Regions from separate parts of the Mus musculus genome. Here all the other regions are linked to region 1. Evidence: chromatin contacts called from public Hi-C and HiChIP or PLAC-seq data. All regions are on one chromosome and are shown on one strand. The core of a region is the stretch at or near the end of the contact, and the rest is flanking DNA. Distances in the headings are between cores, read along the strand shown. Region 1 holds the start of 4930538L07Rik (RIKEN cDNA 4930538L07 gene). Region 2 overlaps 4930447J18Rik (RIKEN cDNA 4930447J18 gene). Region 3 has its middle 88 kb from the start of 4930447J18Rik.

Evidence for each region. A called contact is a pair of places that touch in the nucleus more often than the background predicts. HiChIP or PLAC-seq counts read pairs in DNA pulled down with a chosen protein or histone mark.
Region 2: a Hi-C map of the C2C12 cell line shows a contact between it and region 1, with 2.9 times the contacts expected there. The contact joins the enhancer-like site here to the promoter of 4930538L07Rik in region 1. A contact is called at or near these places in 2 of 15 datasets of contacts at CTCF or cohesin (both in the NIH/3T3 cell line), 20 of 484 Hi-C or Micro-C datasets (3T3-L1-derived adipocytes, the C2C12 cell line, bone marrow-derived macrophages and 10 more) and 5 of 115 datasets of contacts at active chromatin or transcription factors (the NIH/3T3 cell line, astrocytes, embryonic fibroblasts and 2 more).
Region 3: a contact with region 1 is called in an H3K27ac HiChIP or PLAC-seq map of the NIH/3T3 cell line, with 5 times the contacts expected there. The contact joins the enhancer-like site here to the promoter of 4930538L07Rik in region 1. A contact is called at or near these places in 17 of 484 Hi-C or Micro-C datasets (the C2C12 cell line, adipose-derived mesenchymal stem cells, beige adipocytes and 8 more) and 5 of 115 datasets of contacts at active chromatin or transcription factors (the NIH/3T3 cell line, astrocytes, embryonic fibroblasts and 2 more).

What each region holds. Positions count from the first base shown.
Region 1 is chr14:47,755,823-47,758,921 of GRCm38.p6, reverse strand. 4930538L07Rik (RIKEN cDNA 4930538L07 gene) reads left to right here and starts at 1,424. Exons shown (of 2, transcript NR_166788.1): 1 at 1,424-1,618; 2 at 1,735-1,878.
Region 2 is chr14:47,935,781-47,938,580 of GRCm38.p6, reverse strand. The region is part of intron 2 of 4930447J18Rik (RIKEN cDNA 4930447J18 gene); the gene reads right to left. Among named protein-coding and RNA genes, the nearest start is that of 4930447J18Rik, 38 kb to the right of the region's middle. Within about 2 kb of position 1,405, at least 46 of the 459 cell types and tissues checked have an H3K27ac peak or open chromatin away from gene starts, as enhancers often do. A contact at or near this core is called in the C2C12 cell line, astrocytes, muscle stem cells and 1 more, where this site is marked.
Region 3 is chr14:47,985,427-47,988,468 of GRCm38.p6, reverse strand. No RefSeq gene overlaps it. Among named protein-coding and RNA genes, the nearest start is that of 4930447J18Rik, 88 kb to the right of the region's middle. Within about 2 kb of position 1,743, at least 45 of the 459 cell types and tissues checked have an H3K27ac peak or open chromatin away from gene starts, as enhancers often do. A contact at or near this core is called in the C2C12 cell line, the NIH/3T3 cell line, beige adipocytes and 3 more, where this site is marked.

The DNA of each region.
Region 1 (3,099 bases), core at 175-2,674:
TGGTGGCGGTGGGTACTCCTTCTCACTAATGTACACATTTCTACATGCCCATTATAGAACCTAACTTGTCACTCTCTTCTAGGGTGTAACTAGTTCTGAGTACCGAATGGCGTTGGTGACACCCCCGAATGCTTTTGTGAAACCAGAGATCTTTACCCAGTCTTTAACAGCATCATGATCTGGACAACGGCTTCCACATTGCCAGCTATTGCCATAGCTTTTCTCTGTCCTCCAGATGTCAGATGCTGTGGCAGGACATACAGAGCAATCCCAAGAGAAGAAAGGTAAGGGAAAAGGTCAAAAGGATGCAGGGCAGGCACCGCCCCCATTCCTCTAATTTCTCTGTTGAACAGCGCTGTGGTCCTTCCACCTGAGGAGGTCAGATTCTTATTTTACTTGTTTTTGTTTGTTTTTGAGATGAGGTCTCTGTTGTCGCTCTGGCTTTCCTGGAACTCTTTCTGTAGACCGGGCTGGCCTTAAACTCAGAAACCCACCTCCCCCTGCCTCCGGAGTGCTGGGATCAGAGGTGTGAACCATCACAGACCAGCCTAAAGATTCTTAACTTGTTTAACAACCACTGTTCCAGGAGATGCCCGAGAGTTGGAGGAATCTACAGAGAAGCAGCTCGCGGACAGAAATGTCTCAAGCATCCTTTGTGAAGAACTTTCCCTTCTCAGCACTGATCCTTAGTATTCCTGTGAGCATCCTCTCCTGGGCGCCTTGACAGCCTAACAGAGCCCTTCGTCATTAACCCACCTGAAAAGAATAGAAATACTGGAAAGAAGTCAGGGAGAAAAGAGAACATACACACTAGGAAAACATCAAAATTGGGAGACTTAAAAAATGCTGTTTTGTTCCTTGCTTTCTGGGACTTACCCAAGCTCCTCTGAAGGAATGGCCTGGCCCAGCTATTAAAAGTGCATACAGAGTAGAGCAAAGCTGGAGACAGGGGCTGAGGAGATGCTGTGTCTGCATTTAGAAGGCCTGTGGGGACCATCAACCCATAGTCCTGCTGTCTACCAAGACAGAGAAACCAGACCCGGCTGAGTAATCTGTAGTTAATTCTGGACGCAGCTCCCGACAAAACAGCAGGCAGACACCCTGGCACCAAAGATACGACCAAGAAAATGTTGAAGACATGTCTCTGTTTACAAGTCTGTGGTCCCCAAAGAACCCTTTAATAAAAAGTCTTCGATTCCATTGCATCAGTGTGCTATAGCCTTGGTTGTCCCTAGAAATAAAGATGTGGCTTTCTTATGTTCATCCATTGTGCAAAGAAGTGGTACTCCAGATGGAGGAAGGGGATTCTTCTTCCAGAAGAATCTAGACTCTGGAACCTAAGAGTCTTTTGATTCTAGAAGCCCCTGCATGGGGACTGTTCTGTCCACAAGGCTCTAAATCTATTCTGTATCCTTTAGAGACCAGACAAGGGTAGGTAGCCAAACAACCCAGAGAAGAGATTGGCATTAGAGTTAGCAGAGGATGAAGAAAGAGACCCAGGGCTTGGGCAGTGGGGCCTTAGAGCTCAGCCTGCTTCTGAGAAGCTTTTCCATGTAGAAACTGGGGTTTAAATCTCAGACATGCTGGGATTTCACCCCATTTACTTCCTGCTGTTCTAGTAAGTTCTTCTCAGAGGCAATTGCTTCAGGAGATGCCCCAAGCTCTCTTCAGAGGGCCTGGTTCCCACAGAACTCCTCTGATGGCCAAACTGACTGCTTGAGATTTGTTTTTCAGGTGAATTGGGTACTGTGGGTCACTTGCTCTGATCAAAGACCTTTTCCATCTTTCTCTGAACATTGAAGACCTGTTCCAACCAAGCCTAAGGAGACTAAAGTCATGGACTCTTCCTTCCTCAAATAAAGCCACTTCTTTCATACACTTGCAGAGACCTGGAGTGCAGACTCCAGACCTTTGTTACAGATGGCTCTTCTTCATGTTTTCACTATAACATCTGCAGAAGAACTTAGGGACATTTTCTAAACTCCAAAAGCATGCATTGGGTTTTCAAGATTCATGAGCTCATAAAATCTTAGGTTATGTCATGGTTGTTCACAAGCCAATTGAAAGGGATCCAAAATATATGCCTCTAGTAACCCCATGGCTTTTCACTATGAGATGTCTCCACAGCCAGAGGTCAGTAGATGGCTAACCAACTAGCTAAGGAGGGGCAGTGTCATGAGATGTCTCACTCTTGGCGGTCCCCTAACCCGGTAGGTAGGCTCCAAGTTCCGATTTTTATTTCTGCCTGTTGACAAAAATACTCAGCTGCCTGGAACTCATCTGTGAAGGATCTTGCAGGAACTTGGCAGTCACATTAGAGCAAAGGAACGCATCCAGAGTGATTAGAATGGAAAGTTATGGCCATAATTGTCTAATACACTAATTCACGGCAGGGATTTGAGATCCCCGGGGGACTGAGTCACCATTTAGCATATTAGGATGGAAAAACACAAAGCTCGCCCGCCCAAAGGGATTTGGATCTTGTTGACACGATGCCCTGTGAAGACTGAGAGCACGCCTTCCAGTGTGCAGATGAAGGAGAAGTGAGGCTACCAAACCAGCACTGGGTAAGCACTGGACGAAAGGTTGTAGCTAGGTATCATTATGGTTGTCTGCTGCTGGATTCTCTATCCCATACAATCTTACTGTGAAGATACTGATATTAAAGCCCCATGCAGAGCTCTGGGGGCCTGCTTCCTAGCCTGATGAATGAGTCATCTTCTCTTAAAGCTGAAAGGTATAGGACAGAAGTCTTGAGGAAGAACTCAGATAAAACTTCACTCTGGATACTGAAGTCCATGCTCATGATGCCTACTCTGGGTTCCTCTAACACATGGGGAGCCAACGCTTAGGAACATAAGAGTGTGCTGGTGAAAGAGGAGGGGTAGTCAGGAAAGGGAGGGAATGACTACACCTCGATGCCTCATTGTGCTGTCTATTGCCCAAAAAGTCTCAAGGAGACAGATGCAGCTTTGTTATTGGTGAATACACCAGCTTAGTGGCACAGGTCATCTCTGGCCAGACTGTGGAGAAGGAAAATGTATGTTAAGACTGTTCCTCCAAGAGAAGACTAGAGAGAGAATTAATTTACCCATCTTC
Region 2 (2,800 bases), core at 156-2,655, 180 kb before region 1:
GTAGCTTAACACTGACAGTTATTTCTCATGGTTCTGGAAGTCTAAGGTAAAGCCTAGTGGTTTGGTTCCCTGTAAGCATTCTCTTCCTGCCTTACAAAGGTCATTTTCTTATATGGCAGAAAGAAAGGTATTATTATCTTCTTGTCATTAAAAATACTGATAGAATGCTGGGATCCCACCTTACCATCTCACCTAAACCTAATCTCCTTCTAAAACCTCCACCTCTAAATTCCATCACATTAAAGCTTTGAGATTCCCCATATGTGTTGGGATATGACTCACAGAGATTCACCCCTTAATCTCATCATTTATAAGTAACAGCTTAAAACCTTTGTCTTCTTTTCTCATGAAAATAATCAAATGCTTCTCCTGTGTTTGGGTTCATGTTTTCTAACTCAGGAAAACTAGAGATGTGAAGAGACTTTTGGAGTATACTCAGATACCCTGTAGGTGCCATGGAGGAAGGCCACCCTTCAGAGGAAGTGATGAACTTGAGTCAAGGTGGCTACGGTTCTGGAGATACATTTTAGCACACATAGTCTGGTCTATGGCCATTTCTCTAACACTTTAATCACACTTTGTGAAGCTTGCTTATAGTCCCAAACCCCTTCTGTAGAGTGAGCAAGCTATCTGAGTAACTCTGTTTGGAAGTATACTCTGTAGAAGAAAAGTGATGAGAACAAACCAAGCTGACAGTGTAACCTGCAGTTCCTGCCCTCGGTCTCCTGTGCTTAGCTGTGATGTCCAAAGCTTGTCCTCCGACAGCCCCCAAAGGTGTGCATTAAACATACCTACTGTTCATCATTCCTTCTTCCTGTGGAACTCTCCAGCATCAGGAATCCAGTCTGTTTCTTTCACTGATGTATTCTATGTGCTTGAAAGAGGCATGACACATGGAAGAGCCTCAAAAATATTTGTGGAATTGAATTGAGGTTGCAGTTGAGAGATGATTCAAGCTTGCCCTGAACACTCTGAGTTTCCAAGCGTTCTCCACTGATGGGCCAGGCATGTTGGTGCCAGCTTGTTGGCACTCTCCTCAGAGGTTGGCTTTGCTTCCTCCTGCTAACTACCCTAACACCAAGCCACTGTTTGTGTTCCATTCTTCACAGTCACGAAGACAATCTCTTGCCCTGGGACTGATGGCCAAGTTCAGGAAACCAAGCCCAGATGTGAAACTGTATGCTTGGCAGCTGGCAGCTGGCAGCTAGCAGCTGGCTGCCAGGCGCTGGAAGAAGCCACAAGTTCTCCTTAGCTGTTTCCAGACATTCTTGGGTATGCTGCAAAGCTGCTCTGAACTTTCTGAACACGCACTTTCTCACTTGACATGACTTGGAAGGGAATGACCAAGCACCAACGGCCACTTAGCATTGAACAAACATTTAGGCATGCCCATGTGTTCAGCGCAGCGCTGCCAGGGGAGCAGGCACAAAGACTGGGCCAGTGGCCAGTGGTCCACAAATGGTCTCCACATTTACACTTCCTGTCAGACAGAGGAGAGAGAACTTTAAATTATCCTTCAGACCGTAGAACAGCTGAAGCCAGGTGGGTGAGAGACAGATCTAAAACCATAACAAAGGATGATGGCAAATGGGACCACCACCTCGTGTCCTATGCTGCTCTGCTTCTTGGCTGGTGAGTGTTTTCTCTTAGCCCACAAGCCAGGCAGCAGGACCCTGGCCACAGGAATGGCCCAGGCCATTTTTTAATTTATTCCTTTTCCTCACATGTCTTTGCTGCATCTTTACTAGTAGACAGCTGACTTCTGTTGCACAATGCTCTCTTTGTTTTATGCATTTGGTGTTTCGACTATTATGTGACAGGAGGAACTCCTTTTCTGGTGCAATCTATTTGGAGTTCTGTGGACTTCTTGTATGCTCATGGGCATCTCTTTCCTTAGGTTTGGGAAGTTTTCTTCTATAATTTTGTTGAAGATATTTTCTGGCCCTTTAAGTTGGGAATCTCCACTCTCTTCTATACCTATTATCCTTAGGTTTGGTCTTCTCATTGTGCCCTGGATTTCCTGAATGTTTTGGGTTAGGAGCTTTTTGCATTTTGCATTTTCTTTGACTGTTATGTCAATGTTTCTATAGTACCTTCTGCACCTGAAATTCTCTTTTTATCTCTTGTATTCTGTTGGTGATGCTTGTGTCTGTGATTTCTGATCTCTTTCCTAGGTTTTCTAACTCCAGGGTTGTCTCCCTTTGTGATTTTTTATTGTTTCTAGTTCCATTTTTTAGATCCTGGATGGTTTTGTTCATTTCCTTTGTCTGTTTGGTTGTATTTTCCTGTAGTTCATTAAAGGATTTTTATGCTTACCTATGTTCTCCTTTCTTTCTTTCTTTCTTTCTTTCTTTCTTTCTTTCTTTCTTTCTTTCTTTCTTTCTTTCTTTCTTTCTTTCTTTCTTTTTTTCTTTCTTTCTTTTTCAAGACAGGGTTTCTCTTCATAGCCCTGTCTGTCCTAGAACTCACTCTGTAGACCAGGCTGGCCTCAAACTCAGAAATCCACCTGCCTCTGCCTTCCAAGTGCTGGGATTAATTAAAGGCATGTGCCACCACTGCCTGGCCTTCTCCTGTGTTTCTTTAAAGGAGTTATTTATGTCTTTCTTAAAGCCCTCTATCATCATCATGAGATGTGATTTTTAAACCAGAGTCTTGCTTTTCTGGTGTGTTGAGGTATCCAGGGCTCACTGTTGAGGGGGAATTGGGTTCTGATGATGCCAAGTAGCCTTGGGTTCTGTTGCTTATGTTCTTGCCCTTGCCTATTGCCATCTGGTTATCTCTGGTATTAGCTGGTCTTGCT
Region 3 (3,042 bases), core at 494-2,993, 230 kb before region 1:
TGGGCTCTGAGCAAAGCTTGGCTCTCAGTCCTAGGGTTGAAGCTTGCTGCCCCCCCCCCCATCTGTAATACACAAGCTACATCCTGTTCTTCTCTCCATGGGATCTTATTGCTGGCCTGAAAGACCGACAAACACCTTCACCCCACATACCAAGTGCCATTGGTGTTTGGCTAGCAGCCACTGTTGACAGCTAGATGTGTGTCCCCGGTTTCTCCATGGCAAGATTGAGGGACTGCAGAGGATGGGGATTCTTTTATAGTACCCCCGAGTTTTATCTAGTTCATTTCTCCTTCTAACAAGTACAAAATTCCTTCTATTACAGATTATCTCTAGAGTTCACTGTCGAAGTTCATTTCAATTCTTGCGTTCTAGGATGAGACATTCATTCAAAACGAATGACTGCCACATCAGTCACAGGGCTCAGCCCCTGGCATGGGAACTGTATTTCTTTAATGGCTTTATTCCTTTGAATGTGTTTTGGAGGTCTCTATTATGCCTCAGTCCTTGAAGAAAACCAGTGAGAGTCGCAGACAGGGCCCTCTGCTGCTCGAAAACCTGAGAAGCAAATCTGCAGAATTTTCAAACTGTGCAGTCTGTCCTGGGTGACTGTGACTGGGCGCCAAGTCCTAAACACAACACAAAACAGTGGTTATTCTCCTGGGACATCTGGGTGCCAGATGAGTTTCTTTCCTGCTCTCCAAAATGGTCAGAGATTTGCAGTAATTGAATGAAAGAATGTTTAATAACTGAAAATATTGCTCATCCAGAGAGAGAGAGAGATTAGGCTTTAATTAAATGGTGTCATTTAATACGTCGTCCAGCAGATACTGTAATTGGGTTCTTTAGCACAGCACACACTAATATCTAAGCTTTACTGAGGTGATAATGACACTAATTTAGCCCAGTGGATACATAACCAGCTTGGCTGCCTCTGACACCCCAGCATATTGTACGAAGAGCAAGCTTTGATCCTGGTGTCTGCGCCACTCTTAATCAGTCATTTCTTTCTAAAATAAAATCACTAGTCAGCCAGAGCAAACAAACCCTTTTTATACTAAACAGGTATGATGCTGGGGATGTGTCGGGGCAAGAGGTTGTTCGTTTCCACAGATACAAAGAAAGAGGGGCTATCTTCAAAGCAGTTGTGAAATTACATTTCATTTGAACAGGAAGAATGGCATTTATTATCTTTAAAACCTGATATAAATGCAAAGCAGCCCTCAGCAGTTCGTTCAAAGAGGGCAGACAATTCCCTGGCACAATGGCAGCTGTGGGTTTTAAGTCCTATCTTCACTTGATCATTTGCAAGGACGTTTTCATTTCCAGTCTTGGCTCCCGTTTCCTCATTGCTTAATCCTGAAATGGGATACAGTTACGGTCCTACTCTCTAGCCATTCTGTTTGATAATTCTGAACAAAGCAGAAATGAGTGGGGGGCCAGGCAGTGACGAATTTAACTGAACCTAAAAGAAGATGAGAAAAGAACTGATCTCTTAGGGTCTAGTGCCACAGATGTATTACAAAGTAACCAGAGATTAAATTCCTTTGCTAAATTCTTTGTTTTCAAAACTAAGTGGTGCTTCCACAGAGAGATGGAAAACTTTCATTTCCCTGATTGCAAATGACCGTGGACATGTTTATTTTGGAAAAGACTGGAAACATTGATTACACAGTGGCTGGGTGGGTCACAGGACCATGAAAAAGAATAGCAGCATGGCTCTGTCACTGGGTGGGGAAGCAGAATTTGAAACCACTCTGATCCCTGGGGTGTAACTCCGCCTTTGAAGACCTTGCAATCCTGTGTCAGGGATAGCTAACAGTAATTCAGAGCTCCTCCCCGCCCCTTAGAACTCTGGCAGGGGGCTCCAGGGCTCCTCTCCAAATGCTGAGAACTGTAACTGGTCCTCTTTGTAAACTGCATGCTGAAAACTCTAAAATCAGAGCACAGCCAGCCTGTTGATGTTCACCAGAACCACACCTGGGCACCCCCTTCAACAGCTTTGTATTGAAAATCCCGGTGGTGGGAGCATATATGAATTGAACATGTATGACTTTTCCCTAGTCATTAGTCCTTAACCATTATAGGACACCATCTGCTTATAGAATATTTATTTCATATCAGGCATTATAAATCATCTGGAGATGATTGAAGTATTTTAAGAGATACACGTAATTTATATGTAGCTATGACACCATTTTATACAAGGCACGAGGAGCATCCTTATGTTTTAGTATCCATGAGAAGTGGGAGTCGGAGACTCTCCCTCTCTCTCTCTCTCTCTCTCTCTCTCTCTCTCTCTCTCTCTCTCTCTCTCTCTCTCTCTCTCTCTCGTGCGCTCTCGCCCTCCCTCCCTCCCTCCCTCCCTCCCTCTCACTGCTTGGGACAGCAAAGGACAACTATGCCCTGCAAACTCAGGAAATATGGCAGCTGTGACAGTTTGTATATGCTTAGCCCAGGGAGTGGCACTATTAGGAGGTGTGGCTTTGTTGGAGTAGGTGTGTCACTGTGGACGTGGGCTTTAATGCCCTCCTCCTAGCTGCCTGGAAGTCAATATCTGCTAGCAGTCTTCTGATGAAGATGTAGAACTCAGCTCTTCCTGCACCATGCCTACCTGGACTCTGCCATGTTCCCACCATGATGATAATGAACTGAACCTCTGAACCTGTGAGCCAGCCTCAATCAAATGTTTTCCTTTATAAGAGTTGCTTTGGTCATGGTGTCTGTTCACAGCAGTAAAACCCTAAGCCAGCCAAGCCAGGAAAGGAATCTTGAGCTAGGTAAAGGGTGATGGGGAAACAGCTTGGATCCTCACAATTAGAGGACAAACCTCCTGCTCCGCCTCCACACTCCCCGCCACACACACGTAGTACAGCTCTCGGGGGATCCTGTGCTCATTCTCAGCCCAAAGAGTTGGTTATATCCTGCTTCTTCCTCCCAGAGCCAAGACTCCCTGGACTGAGTGACAACCACAAACACTACTGTGCTTTGGACAATTAGAGTCTGTCCTTTACTCCCCAGACAATTTCCTCCTCATACCACAGC